Linked DNA regions of Gossypium arboreum: region 2 is linked to region 1. Evidence: chromatin contacts called from public Hi-C data. All regions are on one chromosome and are shown on one strand. The core of a region is the stretch at or near the end of the contact, and the rest is flanking DNA. Distances in the headings are between cores, read along the strand shown.

Evidence for each region. Hi-C and Micro-C count contacts between places; a contact is called where the count stands out from the background.
Region 2: a contact with region 1 is called in a Hi-C map of leaf, with 2.1 times the contacts expected there. The contact joins the promoter of LOC108470556 here to the promoter of LOC108473886 in region 1. A contact is called at or near these places in 2 of 5 Hi-C or Micro-C datasets (both in leaf).

The regions. Positions count from the first base shown.
Region 1 is chr6:16,330,827-16,334,982 of ASM2569848v2, reverse strand. It overlaps LOC108473886, which reads right to left and starts at 2,153. Exons shown (of 2, transcript XR_008284268.1): 1 at 1,839-2,153. It overlaps LOC108470611 (cation/calcium exchanger 4-like), which reads left to right and starts at 3,949. Exons shown (of 1, transcript XM_017771970.2): 1 at 3,949-4,156.
Region 2 is chr6:16,539,397-16,543,467 of ASM2569848v2, reverse strand. It overlaps LOC108470556, which reads left to right and starts at 2,138. Exons shown (of 8, transcript XM_053030190.1): 1 at 2,138-2,260; 2 at 2,907-3,216. The coding sequence starts at 2,917.

The DNA of each region.
Region 1 (4,156 bases), core at 904-3,403:
TTTTCAACCTTTTTTTTATTTTAATTTCTTCATTTTTCAAATATGTATATTTATTCCTATCTTTTATACATTTGATTATGTATTTTGTATATTATAATATTTAACTTTTTATATAGTTTATTTTCAAATATATATTTTCTATGCATGTATATATATTATATTATCATTTCATGTATTTTAAACTATTGCATTATATTTTTTATAATTTGTAAATATTCTATTTATTCATTTTTTAGTGTATGTCATTTATCTTATTTATGCATAGTTTCATTTTTTTATGTTATGTTTAATTATTTCTTTTATGTTCTATTTTATGATATATATTATTATATAATTTTACATGTATTATATTTTTCTTTTAGTTTACTCATATTTTTATTTGTTTATTAACTTATATTTACCTTAGTATGATTTTTTTATTAAACTTCTACTCATGTTATTTAGTTGTCTTAATGATATTATTTATGTTTGTATAAAAAGTTAGAATATTTTATACATCTATATTTCATAATGCATTAATATGTCATCCTAAAACGTTATTTAAAATAATACTCCAAGAATTTTTTAAAAAATAAAAGCTATGCTTAATGTTTAAAATTTCGAAATAATGCCCTAACATGTTAAGTTACGATTTTCATTTGTCTAAATGCTTAAAATATCTGTCTAAATGCTTAAAATATCATTCTAAATAGATTTTGTAAATCACGAAATAATTTCAATTACGAAAATTTAAAAATATCATGTCTTATCATATTAGATGTAATGTTTATATTCTTTTAGAGCTAAAGAATTTCAATTTTTTTTAACTTAAATAATTTCAATTTAAAAAATCTTATTTTTTAAATCCTTTCAAATTTTTGACATTAAGACAAAAATCTATTCAATTTGGTACCAATTTTTAGAGTTGCAAGAGTGCTAATCCTTCCTTGTACGTAACCGACTCTCAAACCTATTTTTTTTAATTTTAATAAACTAAAACATTTTATAAAATGATTCAATCACACCTAGAAAAATTAATAACTCCCGTTTTCATTTTTCAAAAATCGATTCCCGTTTTTCAAACATCCCTTTAAAAAATAATTTCGATGCTGTTTCAGTGTTGAAGATAGCCTCCACGTCCTTCGTCACGGTCTTATATCAACAGAAGTGTGGCAAAAGTTACAGCTTTCCTGGGTAATTAATACTGCGAGTCAAAATATTTGGGAGTGGCTAACCTAGGTTTTCACGAGAGGGAATGATGAACAATGCCAGCTTTTCTGCTATGCTTTGTGGTTAATCTGGTTTTCCAGAAATCAATTTATTCATGAGAGAAAGAGCACGACTGGCACAGATCTAGCAAAAAGCGTACAGAGACATATGGAGGAATACGAAGGAATGCGATCAAAAAAGAGTCATGTTAATACCATCAAAAACCAAAGCGCTCAGGAAGACTCACCGAGTTTGACGGTTAAGTTTGATGCAGCTTTTAATGGCAGAAATTTCAAGTCAGCGACAGGTCTGGTAGCGTGGGGGATTAGGGGTGAACTATTGGCATTAAAGTCGAACCTTCACAGCAACGTGTCCGCATTTGCAGCAGAAGCATATGCATGTTATGAAGCCATTAAGTTAGGGATTTCCATGGGTTTGCAATCGGTTAAAATCATGGGGATTCCAGAACAGTTGTTAAAAAGTGTCAAACAACAACAAAAGACAAATCAGAGATCGGAGCGATTATCAGAGATATTCAAAATACAACAACCAGATTTCAAGAGATCCACTTCCAGTATATCCACAGATCAGAGAACTTGAGAGCTCATAGAATCGCAAAGAACACACTTGCAAGAGGAGAAAGATCGTACCTGACGGGAGAAGAACTACATGACCAGGCGTTCGGTTCGGCGGGGCGATGGCCACGATGCCCAGACTGAAGGACCTTTGAGACAAATGAGACTCCCAACCAGATAGCAGAAATGATTTATTTTTCTCTTTGGGAATTGTTATCATCAGAACGGGTGGTTTTTGAAATGAAAATGCGAGTAGTTTTAATGGGTGCCAGCAGTTTGAGTTGACCGGGGTGGATGAGTAGGTTTCCTGTTTTCTTTTCATTATCATTTATTGCTTCTGTCGTTCTTATCCAGTTAATAGTTCTTTTCTTTTTTTAATTCCTTTAGGAGGCCTCCACTATTAAACTGTCCAGTAAGGCCGTTCTTCTTTTGTATGTTCCTAGCCAGAGTAGGATTGAGCCCAATTGATCTGTTTGGGCCTATTTTAGTTTTCTTTTTCCAAATAAAGTACCCGGCCAATTTTAATTTCAAAAAAAAAAAAAATTATTCCCAAGATTTCGCATCATGAATTAAGGATTGTAATGTTTTTAATATTTGGGTTATGGATTGGAATATTTTAATGTTTTGTAACTACTTTGACTTTAGTTTAGTGTATTAGTCTTTCAATAATGTTTTAAAACATTCCAAGTTTTAGAGTCAATAAAATTAGCTTTGCTAATCTTTTAATTGAATTTATAATGTATAATGAATGTTTAAGATATTATCTATCTATAATATATATATAAAAGCATGAATTTAGATAAAGTTTTGAATAAATAAAAATATTCTCTCTTTTTTTATCATATTATTAGATTGACAACTAAAAATAATTATAATTTAATTTAAAAGTTTTAGTTTTTATTTAAGTATTGTAATAATTACAAATTGTATTGACATCTAAATATTAATATAAGGTTAACTTGAAGTAGTATTTGTGATCACCATTAAGTGTTGGGTGCATTTGGTAAGACCTATTACATTCTCAAAAGAATGTAAATTCAAATTTTGGAGACAAGATTATTGAAAATGGTAGTCACAAATCCCAAACACTATCTCAGTAAACCGAGATATAGCGAATAAAAAAAAAAAGTATGGTAATTAAAAATTTTACTTATACCGAAAAATTTGATTTAAGCTTTAAATATTTAGTAAATTTGTTAAAAATATTTTTGAAAGGATAAAATGTTTATTGTAGATTTGATATTATAAAGTAAAAATATAAATTTAAATAATATTCAAATTTATAATATTATGATATATAAAATACATCAACTTAAATTATTATAAAAATATTAAAATACTTTATTGTAACTCATTATTAATATTTTAATATATGAGACATAAATTTTAAATTTATTTTAAGTAATAAATATAATTTAATTTAAATCTTTTAATTGATATTTAAATCTAATTATAATTTAATTTAAGTTTATTAGAGGCAAAGTACTATGTTAAATCAATTAAAAGAAAGATTGTTGTAAAATTGAGTTTTATTTTATCCATTAATTATCACTTAATTAATATTAGAGAATATTATCAAATAGTTAAACACATTCAATCAAGTAGCATATGGAGATAATTAGTAATAATAAGTTAGTAGTCGAATCATATTCGAACAACAATAGTATCGAAAAGAGATTGAAAATTTATTTAATTGATTATAAGGTAATATAACATTAAATTTGTCCTCTTAGTTCCAAATTTCTATATTAATTTTAATAATTTATATATTAATTCAATTTTATTTTATCTAATTATTTAATATTTTATTATCAATTATTTTCTATTTTCATTACTTTTAAAACATTTTATTCTCTAAATTATTTATCAAAAATAGTAGAATTTTATTATAAATTATACCTATGTTCATTTAATTAGTAAATATATATATTTTAAATTGTAAAATTATACCATTTAAAGAATTAGAAATATAAACACATAAAAATTACGTATAATATTTTTAAATAAATTAGTGAAACCGATTGGATTTTGCAAACCATGATTCTCTTATTAATAAAGCATGAAATTAACACGAGTAAAATAGTTTTTCTTAATTGAAAAAAATAACTTTTAAATTTTATAAAAATGTAATAAAAAATTAGCACTCATTAAAAAATAGTATATATTAATATAAATAATAAAGGGTGATAAAGAAAAGGAAAAAATAGCAGTCATGAGAAATTTCTAACCAACTTCTCCTCCAAATTAATTTTTTCAAAAATTCCCTGATTATTATTGTCAACGAACTTCTGCGTTGGAAAAACTGTCCCAAAAAGAGCCATTAAATTCCAGTTCCTCTTTAATCTTGGGGTCATCGGTAAGTATCCTAAATTTCATATTCATTTTCTCTTCTG
Region 2 (4,071 bases), core at 889-3,388, 210 kb before region 1:
CACACATTTTCTACCATTAGGCATCAAAATACACACATATCTAACATGGTTCAAACCCTAGACCTTAATCATTTCTCAAATTAATGGTAGAAATAGATAGATCGAGTGATAATGACTTCAAAAATGTAAAGAACATTAAAAACGGGGCAAGAACGGACTTACAATCGAGCTTGAAAGTGGCCAAACCCTAGCTATAGCTTCCCTTCTAAATTTTGACACAAGCATGAAGAAGATGGACTATATTTTGGCTTGATTTTTTCTTTTTAATTCATTTAGTTACTAAATGACCACAATGCCCTTTTCTTAAAACACTAAAATTCTCTTACCTCATGTTTATTTTTGTCCAACTTAAAGTAAAATGGTCTAATTACAATCTAAGGACCTTCCATGTAAAATTTCAAAGAAATTTGACACCTCTAGTACGTAGAACTCAACTTTTTCATTTTTTACAATTTAGTCCTTTTTTGCTAAATTGAATGCTCAAACGTCAAAATTTTTGAACGAAATTTTCATGAAATCATTCCAGAAAATTTTAAACCATAAAAATGTGATAAAAAAAGTTTTACTACGTCAGATTTGTGGTCTTGAAACCACTGTTCCGACTAGGCCCAAAATCGGGCTGTTACACTAGAAGTCTTCTAACTTCTAAGCATAGATTCGACTTAGTTAATTCCCTGCATAGTTCAAGATAGGCCCGTGGCAGGCTTTGGCAAAGATGGCATTGTGGAAATACGAGTTAAGCTGGAGATTTGTTGAGTATGCCTCATATTTCAATCAAATTTGAGAGATAATCTTCCAATTAAACTTTGTTTTTTTGTTTCAGTTAAATTCTGATTAGTCTAGATTATTTTATTAGTATTTGACCTACGAATTTAGCCTATAAATAGGCTCTTTTACAACTTTAGAAAATACACCTATTAAATATTGAACTCATAACACTTTTGGAGAATTTTGTGTTTAGGTTCTGAAGGTTCTTTGTTTTCAGGTTTTGAGGTTTAGTTTTTATTTTCATCTTTTATACTCTTCGTTCTTTTTCCATTACAGTAAAAATATCTTTGCCCGTGGTTTTTTTATCCTCTTTGGGGGGGTTTTTTCACGTTAAATTTTTGTATTCAATTTCTCAAATTTTTCCGCTATTTTTACTTGTTCGTTGCTTAATTGGGTTGATCCCCAACACTAGTGTGGCCAATTGATTTCCAAAACAATCTATCCATCCGGATTAAAGAAAATAAATTACTAAAAATAAAAAAATTAAAGAAATTATAAAATTAATTCAATCGCCAGTTCAACTGGTTTTTTTAGCTCGATTCAAGTAGTCCGTACCGATTCTAGGTTAACTAGATTTTTATCTCTCATCAGACCAATACCCAACTAGTTCTTGATCCAATCAATCCGATTCGATTTAGATAACATTGAATTTTGAAAGTTTTATATTTAAAAATATTTTTAAAAATATCTTTTTATTTTTTATTTTTATTTTAAAGAGTTTTATTTTTACTAAAATTATATTTTTTAAATATTTATTTTTTAAATAAGAAAAATATATTTTTAAAATTTTATAAAAAAATAATGTACTTTTGAAGCGTATGGACCAAATTGATAAAAACTATAAATATTGAGGGCTAAAAAAGTTTAAAATTTTAAAAATTTGTAGACCTGTGAATTAGAAGAGACTGGTTGAACTAAATTAAAAATCAGTTGAACTAGCAATTAAACCAATTTTATAATTTTTATTATAAGTTTTAATAATTTATTTGCTTTGAACCAGCTTATATTGGTTATTCTAGGAACCAATTGGTTAGGCCAATTCAAAATCGATTCAACTATCGATTCAACCAATTTTAAGCTTATTTCAATTAGTTTGTACCAGTTCGTTAGTCAACTAATTTTTACGTCTCGCCGAATTGATACCCTAATCGATTCCCTATCCGGTCCGATTTATATAACATTGAATTTTATAATTTTTTATAATTTTTTATAATTTTAATGAGTTTTATCTTTTTTAATAATTTTTTATTTTTAAGAATTATTTTATTTTTGACATTGTTAACTTTAATAGTAAAATTAAATGGAGGACTAAGATTTTTAAATAAAAAATAATTTGGGATATTTAAACCAAAAATATAATTCAAACCACAATAGAGACGGGTTACACTTGAATAAATTCTGCATCCGGACTTGTACTTTGAAGCCACCCCTCCCATCCTTACAGTAGAAGACACCAAGACCGGAAAAGTACAATCCTAATAGCTAAGCTAAGGTCGGTTTAAATTCTTAAAACACCTATTTCCTAGCTTCCCTGCAATTAGATTCGGACACGTGTACTACAAACCGGCATTACAAAAATTTTCCACTAATTAACCCATGCCTCCCCCACTCACTCCCTCTCTAATAATAATAAACATAAAATAAAAGAATATGCGTTGAGTAATCAATCGGTTTCTTTACACACGAAGGTAGTTTTCGTAATTAATCGGAGAATTTCAGTGAATATCGAGCTCCTCAGGTTCGTTAATTTTAAATATTCCGATTTGCCGTGTTATTAGGGTTTTTTCCCCCCAGATTTTCCTCATGTTTAGGTTGTCATGTTTTATTCTTTTTTCACATTCCGTGTGTTTGTGTGTGTATGGGTTTTTTTTTTTTTTCGTTTAATCCGTAGATGATATATCTCAAAGTTTATAGCTCTGTATTGCGATGAAGCATGTTAGCTATTAGAAATAGGATCTGAATTTCGATTTCTTTCTTTCTCTTTAGTTTTCCCAGCAGCCAAATACAAGGTTACAATGCTCTCTCCTTTCTCCAATATTGTTTTTAGAAAGCATTGACTATATTTCTCGTCTATGTTTGAATGTGATATTACAAGCTTTCTGAGGTAATTATAATTGTGCTTTTATTTAATATTTTAGGGATAAACTCATGGCAACTGCAACTATGGCTACCGCAGCTGGTGCAGCTGCTCTTCTGTACTATACATTGAATCGTAAATTGCAGACAGATAGGTCTGGTAACGATGACAATGAAAATGGAAGTGATTTGTCCAATAATCCTTCTTCAGGGCTTGATCGCGTTTCGCATAGGTTAATTCAAGCTCCTGCAACGTGGGTAGAGACGATTTCTACTTTGTCTGAAACTCTTAGGTTTACATACTCTGAGACTCTAGGGAAGTGGCCCATTGGAGATTTGGCATTTGGGATCAACTTCTTATTGAAGAGGCAGGTACCGTATGCATCCTTTGATTTTTATTGCTGCTGTAATGTTTGATGCCATGATTATTTTATTGGTTTCATTTACTCTGTTTTGAGGACTGTAAAACAGATTGGCTAGTAACTAGAATACGAGTGTTTGGGAGGGGTGGGGGAAGTTGTTTTTAAAGAAGTTGGCAGTTTCATTTACATACGAGAGATGATGGGTGTTGGACTAATGCTAGTTTTTCTGCCAAATTTCATGATTCTGCTCCAGTTAGTTTAAATCTACTATCATTCGACTTTCTTGTTAATTACAGTGTTCATATCAGAATCATGAGTTCAGAATTCTGAATCCTTTTGTTATGCCACTACCATCATGAACCTAACTTACATTTCGAATTTTGTGTTGAGATTTATAAGTAAGGTTTTTAATCTAAAGGATGAATCCAGTGCAATGGATTTTGGTTTGTTTTTATGTCATTATCTGTTTTGTACTTAATCCATGCATGGTTCTCACAGTTAGGAGTCAAGACCTATCATGCCTCTGTGCAACAGGTATAGTTGTATGATGTCTTAACACTGCATTTCATTGTAAACCTAATGCATCTCAGTATGAGCATCAAAGACAAATTCATTTGATGTTTTTAAAGCCATTTTACAGTACATGTATTTGTTTGTTCTTGGGCAGAAACATATTTTCTCCATACGATGCTCTAGTTTTATTGTACTGAGATAATTATAGAACTTGATATGATATCCTATATCCTCCTGGAATTTCTTGTATTCTGTAAACAAATCACCAGATCAGGCTTTCGTGTTTTTATGAAGTAGTGTTTATAGAAACTCTTAATAGTTCGTTGTCAATTTGATGTATCTATTATTGGCA